Linked DNA regions of Mus musculus: region 1 is linked to region 2. The links are chromatin contacts, called in public HiChIP or PLAC-seq maps. All regions are on one chromosome and are shown on one strand. Each heading gives the region's core, a stretch centred on a gene start, on an enhancer-like site or on the middle of the called end of the contact. The rest is flanking DNA. Distances are from core to core; before and after follow the strand shown.

Region 1 (6,431 bases), core at 18-2,517, 1.3 Mb before region 2:
ATGGTGGGTGGGATTATTCTGTGGGTAGGAGATGTTTGGACTGGAGGAGGAGGAGGAAGCCAGCTGAACAGGAGCGTCCATTCCTCTCTGCTTCCTGTCTGTGGGTGCCGGGTGTCTGCGGGTGCTTCAAACGCCAGGTGCTTTGATTTCCTGCTATGGCCGACCATAGGGGCTAAAACAGATCTTTCACTTTTGTCTGGGCGTTTTATCTCAGCAACAGGAGAAAAGAAAAATTAGAGCAATGATGTAACATTTCCCCCTCCCGCCGGGGGTGGGGATGGAGTGGATAGGGGTCGGGGTGGAGGTTCACGGAGTGTAGCCTTGGCTGCTGTGGAGTGGAGAGATACCTACAGAGGTATTCTAGTCTTTTCTAATGGTGCCTAAGGCCAAACATCAGCTCTCTCTCTCCCCACTTCCCCTCCACACGCCACCCCCATCACATTTGCTCCCTTCCACAGAGCCTGGTGGGATCCAGTCCCAGCACGAGATCCCCATGATCCACACAGCAGCTTCCTGCTCCCTCTTCCATTTGGTTGGGGAGTTGCTGGCTGGCTCTGAGTTTTTGGGATGGGGGTGGGAGGGAGAGGCAGATAACTGTTTCGTAGCCCTTTTCTGCGAAGCCCTATTTATCACACGCAGATGCGGGAAGTTAGACTCTGATGAGGTGCTTGGTTGTGAGGGAGGCTACGGAAGACACTCTCCCCTTCACCACAAGGGAGAAAACGAAGCATTCTTCCCTAAGAAAGGGCCCTGATTGGGCTGCCTGCGGATGGCAAGTGCTGCCAAGTTGTGGGAACCTTGTGCACAGGGGGAGGGAGCTGAGGGCCGGCGTTTCATACCGCAGCTCTCTGCCTGGGGCTCTGCTCCATGGGCTTCTCCCCCAGCCAGATGTTGGGTCCTGTGGCCAGACTTCACAGTCTAGTGAGTATGGGGGGGGGGGTGTTGTTCTTCAGTGGGCCTCTGAGGCAGAGTGGGTCCCGGGGTCCCTGTGAGGCATGAGGGGTTGCACAGGACGAGGTTTCCCTTGTATGTGCCATTCCGGATGGGGTGCCTGATTGACCACACATTGTATGTGTGGTCATGCACTGAGTTTCAGGTCCTGGTCTGACTGCTCTAGAAAATATGGGCTGAGTTCAACAGCACCCACATCATGTTAATTATTAATTATTATTGTTCTTGCTGCTGCTGCTACTACTACTACTACTACCACCACCACCACTACTACTTTCCTGTGTACAGTTGTCTGCGTGCTCACCATGTGCATGCAGTACTAGCGGAGGCCAGGAGAAGGCGCCAGATCCATTGGAACTGGAGATTATACACAGTGAGCTGTGTGGGAGTTGATTCTATGGAAGAGCAGCCAGTGTTCTTAGCCTCTGAGCCATCTCTCCAGTCCTGCACTGATCTTCCTAGCCAATACCCTCTGTTGGCTGTCGTCCAGGGAGGTTTTTCAAAAGATAGAACCATGTCGGGGCTGGGGAATGACCTAGTTTTTAACGTGCACACCTTGTAAACACAGGGACCTGAGTTTGATTTCCCTAGAATCTTAGTTTAAAAAAAAAAAAATCAAAAGAACACCAGGTACAGTAATATGTACTTATAATGCCACTGTTGGGCATTCAAAGCCAGGAGAATGCCTGGGACTCTCTGGCCACCCAACCTAGTCTACTTGACTAGTTCCAGGCCAGTGATAAATCCTTTCTCAGCTCTGTGCTCCTGTCTGGGACCAAGGACAGCTCAGGGGCATGATTCCCACAGGGTACCCAGGAGTTATAGTTGTTCATGGTCATGACAATAAGAAACACAAACACCACTGAGGGACCTAGGAACATTCCTGGTAATTATACAGAGACAGCCAGTGTCAGCATGGGGATGGTGGTGGTGAGAATGGAAATGGAAGTGTGGGGGTAGGGGTGTAACTCCTGGGCACCATACGACCCCGTACTCACTGGAGAACTCAGTAGAGTGATCCATAGCCAGGGCTTAGTAATCACTGGGGCTGAGCAGCTCTCAGAAGGAACTTTGCAGCCCTATCTCCAAAACTCTCATGCTGGGCTTGGGAACGTGGAGCAGAGGGGACTCTGTTGGTTGCAGGGTTGGGTTCATGAATGCTGAGTGCACTTTCTGCATCTGGCACCGCTAGAAATGTTGCTTGGGACTGTGGGGTTTCCACTTCTGAGTGGCCCCCAGTAAGGATGCTGATTATGGTCCAGATGGCATTGATCTATAAATTGGTTAGCACCATCTTCAGGAAAGATCAGGGGTGTTAGCAGCCGGATCTCAGGGTGGTCTGGACTGGTCTCGAACAGTGAAATGTGCAATCTCCACAGATATTTCCATAGCAGCCATAGGCCAGTTCCTTCATGGTTCATTTAAGGAAAAGGTCCTCGTGTGTGGTCAGCGACATGAAACCTTTGAGGCAGAGTCACCACCTAACGAGACACCGTTGAAGTGGAAACTTCTGGTTTCTTTGGAGTCTCAGTTGTGTCGTGTGATATTTTTCTGGATACTGCCTTATGAGGGGATGCTTAGCTGAAGCAGACATGTGGGTGAGGATGTTTTGCTGAGAACGGGAATGTGGTGTTTTCCTGGAAGCTGCCTGGAAATAGGGCATGTGATGTTATGTTACAGTGGATGCTTGAGAGGACACGTGGTGTTTGGAAAGGATATAAATATAACCCAACAAAATGGACGACTCAGGCATTGGTTCACGCTGCCACTCTCTGCTGACTCTGTAGAGCGAAACGTACCAAAGAACTTCTTGTGAAAGTGTGGTGGCTTCTTGCCACTTCTATGCAGACTCGGGCCCGATTGGCAGAGCCTTGCGGTTTCTTCTGGATTGAACTGCTTGTTGCTGATTTGTGAATGGTGTTTGCAAGTGGATCAAGCTATCGCTGCTGATTCGCGTGAACTGAACTGCTGATAATATCCTGACAACAAAGATTGGAGTTGCCCCCCCCCCCCCCCCAAAGAACTGTTTCTAAACAGGTCCACATCCTTCCTTTTAACCTTTCCCTTCCACAACTTCTGGTGGGTGGTGTGCTAGACAGGAGGTTAAAGCATTAAAAAGCCCTTGTTAAAGTATGTTTTGAAAAATCTAAGCCTGCATACCGTACACCCTGGTAGCATTTGGCTCAACTGTGTCTTCTTCCTTGTAGAATGTATTGAGCTTCCTTTGGTGACACCATCCACAAACAGATGTGTGTGGCTACATAACCCTCAGCAGGCAAGGCCCCATGTTCCTGTGTGTGGCTTAAAGGAGATAGACCTGACATGTGCGTGGTAGTAGGATAAGGTACCGCTACCTAAGAGAATCTCCCCATCTCACACCATGCAGAAGCATGTGCCTAGGATGTTGCTCAGGGCTACAAGAAAGCAGATCTCTCCCATCAAAGGCTGAGGAGACAGGGCTGGCGTCTTAGTCACTGTCCTATTACTGTGAAGAGACTGGACCACTAAGGCAACTCTTATGAAAGGAAGAAACATTTAACTGGGGCTGGCTTACAGTTCCAGAGATTCAATCCGTTATCACCATGGCAGGAAGCATGGTGGCATAAAAGCAGATGTTGTAGCAGTAGCTGAGAGATGGACTCTGGGCCTAGGGTGGACTTTTGAAACCTCAAAGCCCACCCCTAGAGACACACATTCTCCAACAAGGCCACACCTCCTGATCCTTCCAATCCTTTCAAATAGTGCCACTCCCTGGTGACTAAGCATTCAAATGTGTGAGCCTTGGAGGGGGGGGGGATGGCGGGGGAGTCAATCTTAACTAAACTATCACAGCAGAGGATACAATTTGTCTTTTATAAAAGTTGCCTTGGTCATGGTGTCTCTTCACAGGAATGGAAACCCTAAGAAAGCAACCTTGGTAGGCAAACTTCTGCTTGTTTAGTGAGTCACTTTTCTCAGCCCATCGCTGGGCTTCCACACGTTATGCTAGAACCTTCTCCTTCAGCTGTGATGAGCTTAGGGGCTTCAGGACTCTGCACCAGTATTGGGCTTTAAAAAAAAATCTTCCTCTGGCCCTCACCTTGGGTGGAATTTCTCACAGAAGGATTTCCCAGGCCCCGAGGAAGGGCAATCTCTCTGCACTTCTACATTCTGACTCTCCCCATCCCTTACATATGGCTTTCTTTCCAGGCTATTGATTGACTCTCTATAGTCTAGTGAAGGCATAAAGAGGAGAGGGTAACTCTTTTAAAGAAAAAGAGGAAAGTTTCGGGTCGATATCAAAGCCACAATTTTCCTCTGACTCAGCACAACTGCCTCGATCCATTTAATGGCAGCTATCCATCAATTTAAGGATAGTTTTATGAACCTCCCTTAGAGGAAAGCACTGCTCAGTTTTTATAGGACCAGACGTCATTGGTATTGCGATCTTTTGGATGTAGTGAGAGGAATGAGTATTTATAATAGGAGAAATGCCGGGAGGGATACAGGATGCAGAACTATTCAGGGGTCTGTGAGAGCTATAGGGGTAAGGTGTAGGGTCTCACTAAGCTCCTCACTTAGAGACATGGGATGGGCCTGGGAGAGTCAAGAAGCCTATGAATGCAGGCTGCAGTTGGGGGAATGGCCACTTAAAGGCTGCGCTGTGGAGATGTCGGTGAAAAGTTTATCCAGACAAGGACGGGGGTCTTAAACTTCCTTGGTCACCTGGAGGCTGGGGGTGGCGGGGTAGGGTAGGGGGGGTAGGGTAGTGACTGAACAAATCTCAGGGCCCAGAGAGATGGCTTGGCCTGTGAAATCCCTCGCCACACAAGCATGAGGTCTTGAGTTTGATTCCCACAATTCAAGTTAAAAATCAGGGTATGGGGGTACATGCTTGTATTGCCAGCACCGGGGAAGCAGAGATAGTTGGATCCCTGGGCCTCATTGGCCAGCCAGCCTAGCCAGATGTGTGAACTAGACAAGGGAGAGGTCATCTTAAAAGCAAGGTGGCTGGGGCCTGACCATTGGACTTCATGTGCATGTGTACTTCACACACACACACACACACACACACACACACACACACACACATATGAACATGCACTCACATGTGCACACACATACCGGTACGTGTACACAGAATGTGAGTCCATAGTAGGTAGTATATTTCAGCCTTCCTGTTGTAAAAGGAAACCACACAAAGGTGGAAAAGGCCTTGAGAATCACACAGCTCAGGGTTCTCAACTCCATCTTTATCCCAGAGGGGTTGGAACATTTCGGTGAATTGGACTCACCTGCTTTTCATCTCTGTGCCTTCAATTTGTTAATTTGGGCATGGCGTGCTAAGATCTAGATATTGATGGGGCTCTCTGGGTCATTTTGGAGTGTATTGTCAGATAAGAATCTTTGATAACATACTTCTCTGTCCCTTATAAGTCAAGACTCAGGAATCAACCCCTGCTCTGGGCCATCTTCCTCTGTGAGGCTCAGTGTAGACTTGCAAGATGTCCACGGGTATCTTTGTACCCCCAGGTCCCAACTCAGGTATCTCATTGGCCAAGTCTTGACCAATGATATTGGGCAGAAGTGATGTAATCCATTTCAGGTTCCCTTCTTAAAAGTATTTTGTGAGTTGTCCCCAGCCTGCTCTCTTTGTTACCGCACTCTCCGATGCTGGGTATTTCATAGGAAAGAGCTCTCTGTCATGGAGGACAGTCTTGTATTTGGCTGTGATGTGCCCATAGGTCAAGGTTCACTGAGTGAAGACACCAGGACTCCTGGCTTGTCTAACTGATGCTGAGGTTAGTGTGGAGAGCACATGCAATGAATGCTGGGTATGCCCATGAAGTTCACCTTCAACTGCATGTGCAGAAGAAAACGTTCTTTGCTTTGGGATTGTATGGATGCCTCGCCTGTCAATTAAAAAGCTTACAGCCTATGGCTGAGGCAGGGAAAAGAGGCGGGACATCCGGGAGGAGAAAAAAATTCTGGGAGGGAAGAAAGTGGAGAGAGGAGAAAGACACCATGGGTTAGGAGTCAAGAAGACATGGCCCTGAGGGTTGGCCAACTGGAGTTAAGAGCAGTCCAGATGAAACATAGTAAACAATCACTCAGGGTTATTGATAGGAAAGATTCTAATAGCATAGAGGGTAGATATCTGCCCAGCTCTAGTGCTGATTGAAAGTTATTGTAAATACAATTGTTTGTGTGTGTCATTTATCAGGGAACTAAGTAGTCAAAGGAAGGGTAGAAATCCAAGGTTGAGATTAAATATTTTCTACAACAGCTCTCTCTCTCTCTCTCTTTCTCTCTCTCTCTCTCTCTCAGCCTGATTCTTTATCTGGAAATGGGTTCACAAGCACATTCACAGTGGTGAAGAAGAAATGAACCATATACATACAAAGTGCCCTGAGCAAAAGTTATGTTTTGGCGTTTGCGGATTTGTCTTGATGGAGAGCTAAGAGAGACAGGTCTGTGTGTCTCTGCTTAGGTCTGCTGTG
Region 2 (6,157 bases), core at 3,176-5,675:
AGAAAACATAAAATGTAAAAACATCCTACAGAGGGGCTGTGAGAGGGCTCAGCAGGTAAGGCGGCTTGCTACCAAGCCTGACAATCTGTGAGTTCTGCCTCTGGAATCTGAAGGGTGGAAACGTGAGAACCTGGTCCTCTGGGTAGCCCTCTGACCTCCACGTGTGTGCACCTACATAGATACATGCACACACCAAGAGGAAATAGTTTTAAAATCCCAAAGAAGAACGGGTGGTGGTGCACACCTTTAATCCCAGTACTTGGGAAGTAGAGGCAGGTGGATCTCTGTGGGTTGGAGACCAGCTTGGTCTACAGAGAGGGTTCCAGGACAGCCAGGACCACATAGAAAGACCCTGTCTCCAAAAACCAACAACCAAAAACCACCCAACCACCCAACAATCCAACCAAGCAACAACAACAGCCCAAAGTAATTTGTAGTACTTGGCTATTCCAAGTAACCAAATAACAATAATATGTAGTGGGACAGATGACCTGGCTGAAGGGAAACAAAATGTCCAAGTTACCAAATCACTCAGCATCACCCAAGGCCTAGATACTCATCCAGGAGGAACAAATCCATACCACCTAGAAACCTGTCTCTGAATATTCACAAATTTTCCATAATTGCTAAGACCCGGAGTCCTTCATTTGAGCAACAAACTGTTGCAGTCAGTCAAGGGAATATTACTCTGCATTAAAAAGGAATGCCCACTGTCACTGAGGCAAAGCTGAGTATGGAAGGCACTGTGCTGATTTGATAGCAGCAGATCTGAAAGCCAGGCACAGTGTGAGCCCATCACCGTGTTATGGAAACAGGAAATGTCCAGAGACCAAAAATCACGTCAGGGACTGTGGATGGTGAAAGGAGATGGTACAGGGTTTCTGAAGATGATCCAAAAGTTGATACATTTATATATGTTTGTCAAAACTTATAACTATCTACTTTAAATGGGAAAATTTCATTGTATGCATTTTTTCCTTAATAAACTTGGCTTTAGAACAAAGGGGATAACCAGGGTCTGGTGGGATTGCTCAGTGGTTAACAGTACTGGCTGCTCTTCCAGAAGACCTGAGTTCGAACACAACACCCACATGGTAGCACAAAAAAAAAAAAAAAAAAACTGTAACTGTTGTTCCAGGAGATCCCACACCTTCTTCTGGCCTCCAAGAGAACCAACTGCACATATAGTATACAGATTTACATATGGGCAAACACTAATACACAACAATAAAAACAAAAAAATAAGCTTATGTATAGCTTGTGGCAAATAGAAGATCATTTCTTGTAATTTACTCAGATAATCTGTATGCAGTTGTGCAGTGTAGTTTAGGAGCCTGACATAGATGCTACAGGGGGGAAAATGAATTTTTACGTGACTTCTCCCATTTTTAAAACTATAAATGTATTTTATTTAATTACAGGAATACTCCCATTAAGAACAAAAACGAACAAAAACACTGAAAATCTGCAGTCTTTTGCAAGCATCCTGTGGATAGTCCAAGTCTGATGAGAGCCAGGTTGGGGGGGGGGTGAACAGGGGCAAGCCAAAGCCTGGTGGGGGTTCCAGGGACCTTTGAACATCTGTCACACAGGGGGATGCTGTGTGGCAGATGAGAAAGGATGGCCCAAGGTCTTGGTCTCCAAAGACAGCATGGCCGTGGGCAGGGGAGAAGAACCTTTTTTACCGGTAATTCCCAGAGTGCTAAGAGGCCAGAGAAGTGTTTATCATTCCTTTCTTCCTTCCTTCAGTGGCCAACACTGATCTTAAAGCTATTTCTATTCTCCAAAGCCTCCTCCAATCGAAGGCTCCTGAGCTTCGTTCACCACCGTTGATTCGTCCGTGTACAGCTTACAGCCCACACCTCCATAGAGGCCTCGGTCCACCTGGCCGTGTGCACATCTCAATATCAGTGGACCTTCCATCGGGTTCCGGTGAGCTGGAATCCACAGCCCAAACCAGCTGTCTCTGGGGCCCGTCCACCTAATCAGAAGCCATCAGAAGCCCACAACCCTTTCCACCTGCCTTTGAGGGTTGACGGGTGTAGAAGCGGGTGTTTCAGCTCAAGGGAGCCTTAGGGAGAGAGCCCTTCCTTTCAATGCACTGTCCTATTTATGAAAACTCCAGAGCACAACTGTGCTTTCTGTAACCCCTGATGTGTTGCAAAGCTTCAGAACTAACCGTCAAAAACACACACTTGGTTGGTGGCCGATGACTGGACAGATTTCCAAGGTTCCAGAAACATGCGCAGAGACCCTTGTATAGTCAAAGTCCCTGGTGGCATAGCTGTTTTTAAGACAGTGGAAATTTAAACAAGGGTGAGAAGGTGTTTGTTTCTGTCAAACATGCTGTGGAGGAGCCGGGAGGTGGCTCAGGGGTAGACTCACGCATGCGCGTGTATGCAGGAGGACCTGAATCCCAGACTCAGGAAAACAGAAAAGCGAGGCAGGTGAAGCAGGCTGGCTTCCCAGCGCTTAGGAGGCAGTAATGCACAGGGCAGGGCTGGAAGGAACTTAATGAGGGAACTTCCCCGCCAGATGAGAAGCTCTGTCTCAGAAAAAAACAAAAAACCCTCCGTGGAGACGGACTGCGGAAGACAGCGAGGATTGATCTCCTGTCTCTACACATAGGTGCGAACACACACCCGCTTGCACACGCACGCACGCACGCGACATCTTACAGAGTAAACACCAGGCTGGGTTAGGAAGACACCGGGGACGAACTGTAGCTTTCATCAGCCATACAAAGTGAAAACACATTTGGCAGACGGGCTTCCAGAACCAACCTTAGAAGCCCTCCCCACTTCCCACCCCCAACATGGTGAAGTCTAGCAAATCCAGGTGTCTTGGTGGGGAGGGGGGCGCTTTGCATCACATGGGCTTTCCCAGCCCTGCAACCTCCACCATGCCAGCCCCACCCCAGCGCCTTCAATCGCCAGCCAGCCCAAGGTCTAAAACGGCCACCGCAATAACAGCCGCTTCTTAGTCAGAAGCGAAATCTGGGTCTCTTTCTCTCTTTCTTTCTAACTCCCCATTAAGCCATTTGGTGATCAGAATCCGCGGGGAGGTGTGTACCGAGAGCCGCCTCTGGGCTAATAGCAGAACACAGGTAAAGGCTCCTGAATTTCTGCTCTTTGGGGGGGGGGGGAAGCCCACTCCCAACACCCCCACCCCCCACCCCAGTTTACCCGGGGCTCTGTGGAAACAGGACCCACTGGAAGGAAGCACAGCGTACATGGCAGGTTTGTCTGGGAATTGCTCCTCGAGTAAGGGGCATCCCCTGGTTTCACATGGTGGAGTAGAGACTTTTGTAAAGCAAATTCTACTTTTTAACGCCAATTGTCAACTTGTCTCCCCAGATACATTTCCAGCCCATCCTTGGAACCCCGGACAGGAGTGAGGTCTCGACATCTGTGCGGGGCGGATTAGAGCGAATCCTCAGTCCAGTCCGTGTCAAAGGCTGAGCTTGAACCCGCCTCGCTGCGGGAGGGCTCAGGACTCCGGGGAACATCCGGGCTTAACCCACCGCACGCGAAAACCCCTTCAGGGCGCCCCCGCGACCGCACCCCGTAGCTCGCGGACCCTAAATGCCTGAAGCCAGCGGCTCCGATCTTCCAGTCCTGCCTGCCGCCGACCGGGCTCACAGAAGAGTAATAATATGACTTAGCGACCTTAAGCAGCAGCGAGCGCTCTGGCCAGGCTGCGTCAGCCGGTTTGCACAAGTCTCCAGAAACCTGCAGAGTCCGGATTCCCACGGCCCCCGGAGCAAAGGACCGAAGTGGGAGCCTAACGGCGAGTCGCTGGAAACCAGAGCGGTCCGATGCTTTCAATGCCACCGTTCGGTCTAATGTAGGGCGGAAAGTCTCAGGTTTCTCTAAAGCTGGGGAAGGGGCCGCGGGAAACCAGGGTCCTCCCCGCGTCCCGCAGCTGCACCGAGTCCCGGGTGTGTAGCCCAATGTAGAAGTCAAGGTGTAGCCCAGACCCAGAGTCCGGCAACCACGCCCCCCCCCCCCCCCCGCTCTCCTGGAGGGAGGCAGTAGGGCTTCGAGGTGGGCTGCCGCGGAGGATCCCTAGCACTGACTCTAATGCTCCAAGCTGAGGCTGGTGTCCGCTGTTTCCGTAGATGGAGGCTCTAAGATGGGACCCGGATCTCGCGCCGCTCTCTCCACCCTCGCCCCGGCTTTCCCGCAGCCTACTAGGGGACCTGGAGGTCCCCGCCAGCGCCCGCCTTACCTTGGCCCAGTAGCGTGGCTAGGACCAGGCTCAGCGCCCCGTACCGCGCCGCCCGCCTCGGGGCCGCGCCCTCGGAGCGCATCGTGGCCGCTGTCACGCCATCCATCGCCAGCCCCGGGACCGCGCCGGTTGCCCCATGCCCGGGGCCGCCCCCGGCAGCGCTCCGGCTCCGGCGGCTGCTCCTGAACGGGTCCGGACAACTTTTCTCGGGTTGCAGCCGCGGTCCTGCTGATCCCGCCCCCGGGACCGCCCACTTCGGGCCCGCCCACTACACCCTCCGGATCCGCCCACCTCCGGCCCCCGCTCGCGGCCAGAGGGATGGATGGAGGATGCTTGTGTGCCAGAGAGGTTCCCGGAGCGCAGGCCTCGGGAGGGAGACCCAGAGAGAGGACGAAGAGACTCAGAGACCTCGAATCCCTCTCCTCCTGCTGCTGATCGGCCGCCTCGCAGTCTCCTGCCTCCGCGCAACCATGTCCTGCAAGACGGCTCTGCCCAGGTGCTCACCACGCAGGATGGAGCTGGATCCTTGCTCCCTGCGACTTGCTCCCCCCACCCCTCACGGTCACTCGGGGCCGTCGGTTCCCCATCTACAACATTAGGTCCTCCTCTTCTGAGGGCTGGAGACAACTGGATTTCAAAGCCACGTGCAGCTGTGGAGGAACTATCTAAGCGAAAGATTGGATTCAGTGGGATGTGTTCGGATGTGTGCTCCGCGTGCACTGCGCTTGGGAACGCGCTGACTAACCCCACTGTCTTTAGAAACCGGCCTGGGGCATGTGGCAAAGGCGAGACTCTTTTGTGTCTCTCACCCAATGTACTTTAAAAAAAAAAAATCAACTGTGCAGGGTTAAAACAAAACAGCGACGCCATGTCTCCACCTCCCCCTCCCCCCCCCCAAAAAAAAACATGCCTCAGATGTGCCTCGGTGAGAGCGGTTTCTCTGCACACCCTGAACCCATTTTCTCCTGACTTCCCAGCACTCCCTTCTGGTCACCAGGTTCTAGCCATGTCCCTTTAGGCTTACCAGCCCTAGGGTTTCATCTGCTGGTCCAGGAGCCTGGGCAGTGTGCTGCACAAAGACCCTCTTGGGTCTGCAAGTGAAAGGTTCTCAGGATGCACGCGCGAGCCTCTATCTGCCACTAGCTCTCCAAACCTGGGGATCCCCACCCTGTTCTAAGCCTCACGCTGCATAGGCTCAGTGGTCCCTCTCCCAACCAGGGCTGACAGAATCCTGTTGACCAATCCTTTGGAAAAGCTTTCAAAAACAGTGATTGTAGAAGAAATACCAGGGCAAGAAGCAAGCTTTCCAACCCCCAGATCAGGAGAAGGCAGAAGCAGCCCAAGGAGCCCAGACCTTGGAGACTAGCTTGCACCCAAAACGCAACTGGGCTCTCACAGGCCAGGGAGGCAGCCACTTTATATTTAGGTGATGCAGGCCCTACTGTTCAGCTCACTAAGCCACGGTAGACACATCCTTAGGAAGCAATAACGAAGTCACATGAGCCCCAAGAGGGGAAGGCAGACTTAATCATTTGTTTGTTTGTTTTTTGTTTTTTAAGTCTGGAAGTCTCTAGAGAATGACTTTTTAAAAAAAACTCAAATATTTAGCAAAGGAGATGTGCAACAGCCCGTTATTTCAGACTGAGGGATGGAGTTTGTTTCATCCACTATCTCCCGTTCAATAATAGGAACAAGAATTTAAAACCCCAAGGGGTTCTCACCTCCACATCTACACCCTGAATCACCATATGGGCACCTACTGTCATGTCCTCCAATCTCTTGAACCTTAGATACATCTCCCTTCCTGATGCCTCCAGAACAAACAGAAGGAGACCTAAGTAAAGAGAGTTTTCCTTTTGCAAGCTCCGCTTTAAGACTTCCTTTAATCTGCCACGTGACTTAAATCCAACAAACACATGGGAGAGAG

The links. HiChIP or PLAC-seq counts read pairs in DNA pulled down with a chosen protein or histone mark.
Region 1: an H3K27ac HiChIP or PLAC-seq map of SST interneurons shows a contact between it and region 2, with 12 times the contacts expected there. The contact joins the enhancer-like site here to the promoter of Tmem132c in region 2. A contact is called at or near these places in 5 of 39 promoter capture datasets (the C10 cell line, hippocampal neurons, liver and 1 more), 11 of 484 Hi-C or Micro-C datasets (cerebellar granule neurons, cerebellum, cerebral cortex and 5 more) and 7 of 115 datasets of contacts at active chromatin or transcription factors (SST interneurons, craniofacial prominence, embryonic forebrain and 4 more).

The regions. Positions count from the first base shown.
Region 1 is chr5:128,494,092-128,500,522 of GRCm38.p6, reverse strand. No RefSeq gene overlaps it. Among named protein-coding and RNA genes, the nearest start is that of Gm33738, 54 kb to the right of the region's middle. Within about 2 kb of position 1,267, at least 3 of the 459 cell types and tissues checked have an H3K27ac peak or open chromatin away from gene starts, as enhancers often do. A contact at or near this core is called in SST interneurons, where this site is marked.
Region 2 is chr5:127,240,094-127,246,250 of GRCm38.p6, reverse strand. It overlaps Tmem132c (transmembrane protein 132C), which reads right to left and starts at 4,425. Exons shown (of 9, transcript NM_175432.3): 1 at 4,231-4,425. The coding sequence starts at 4,336.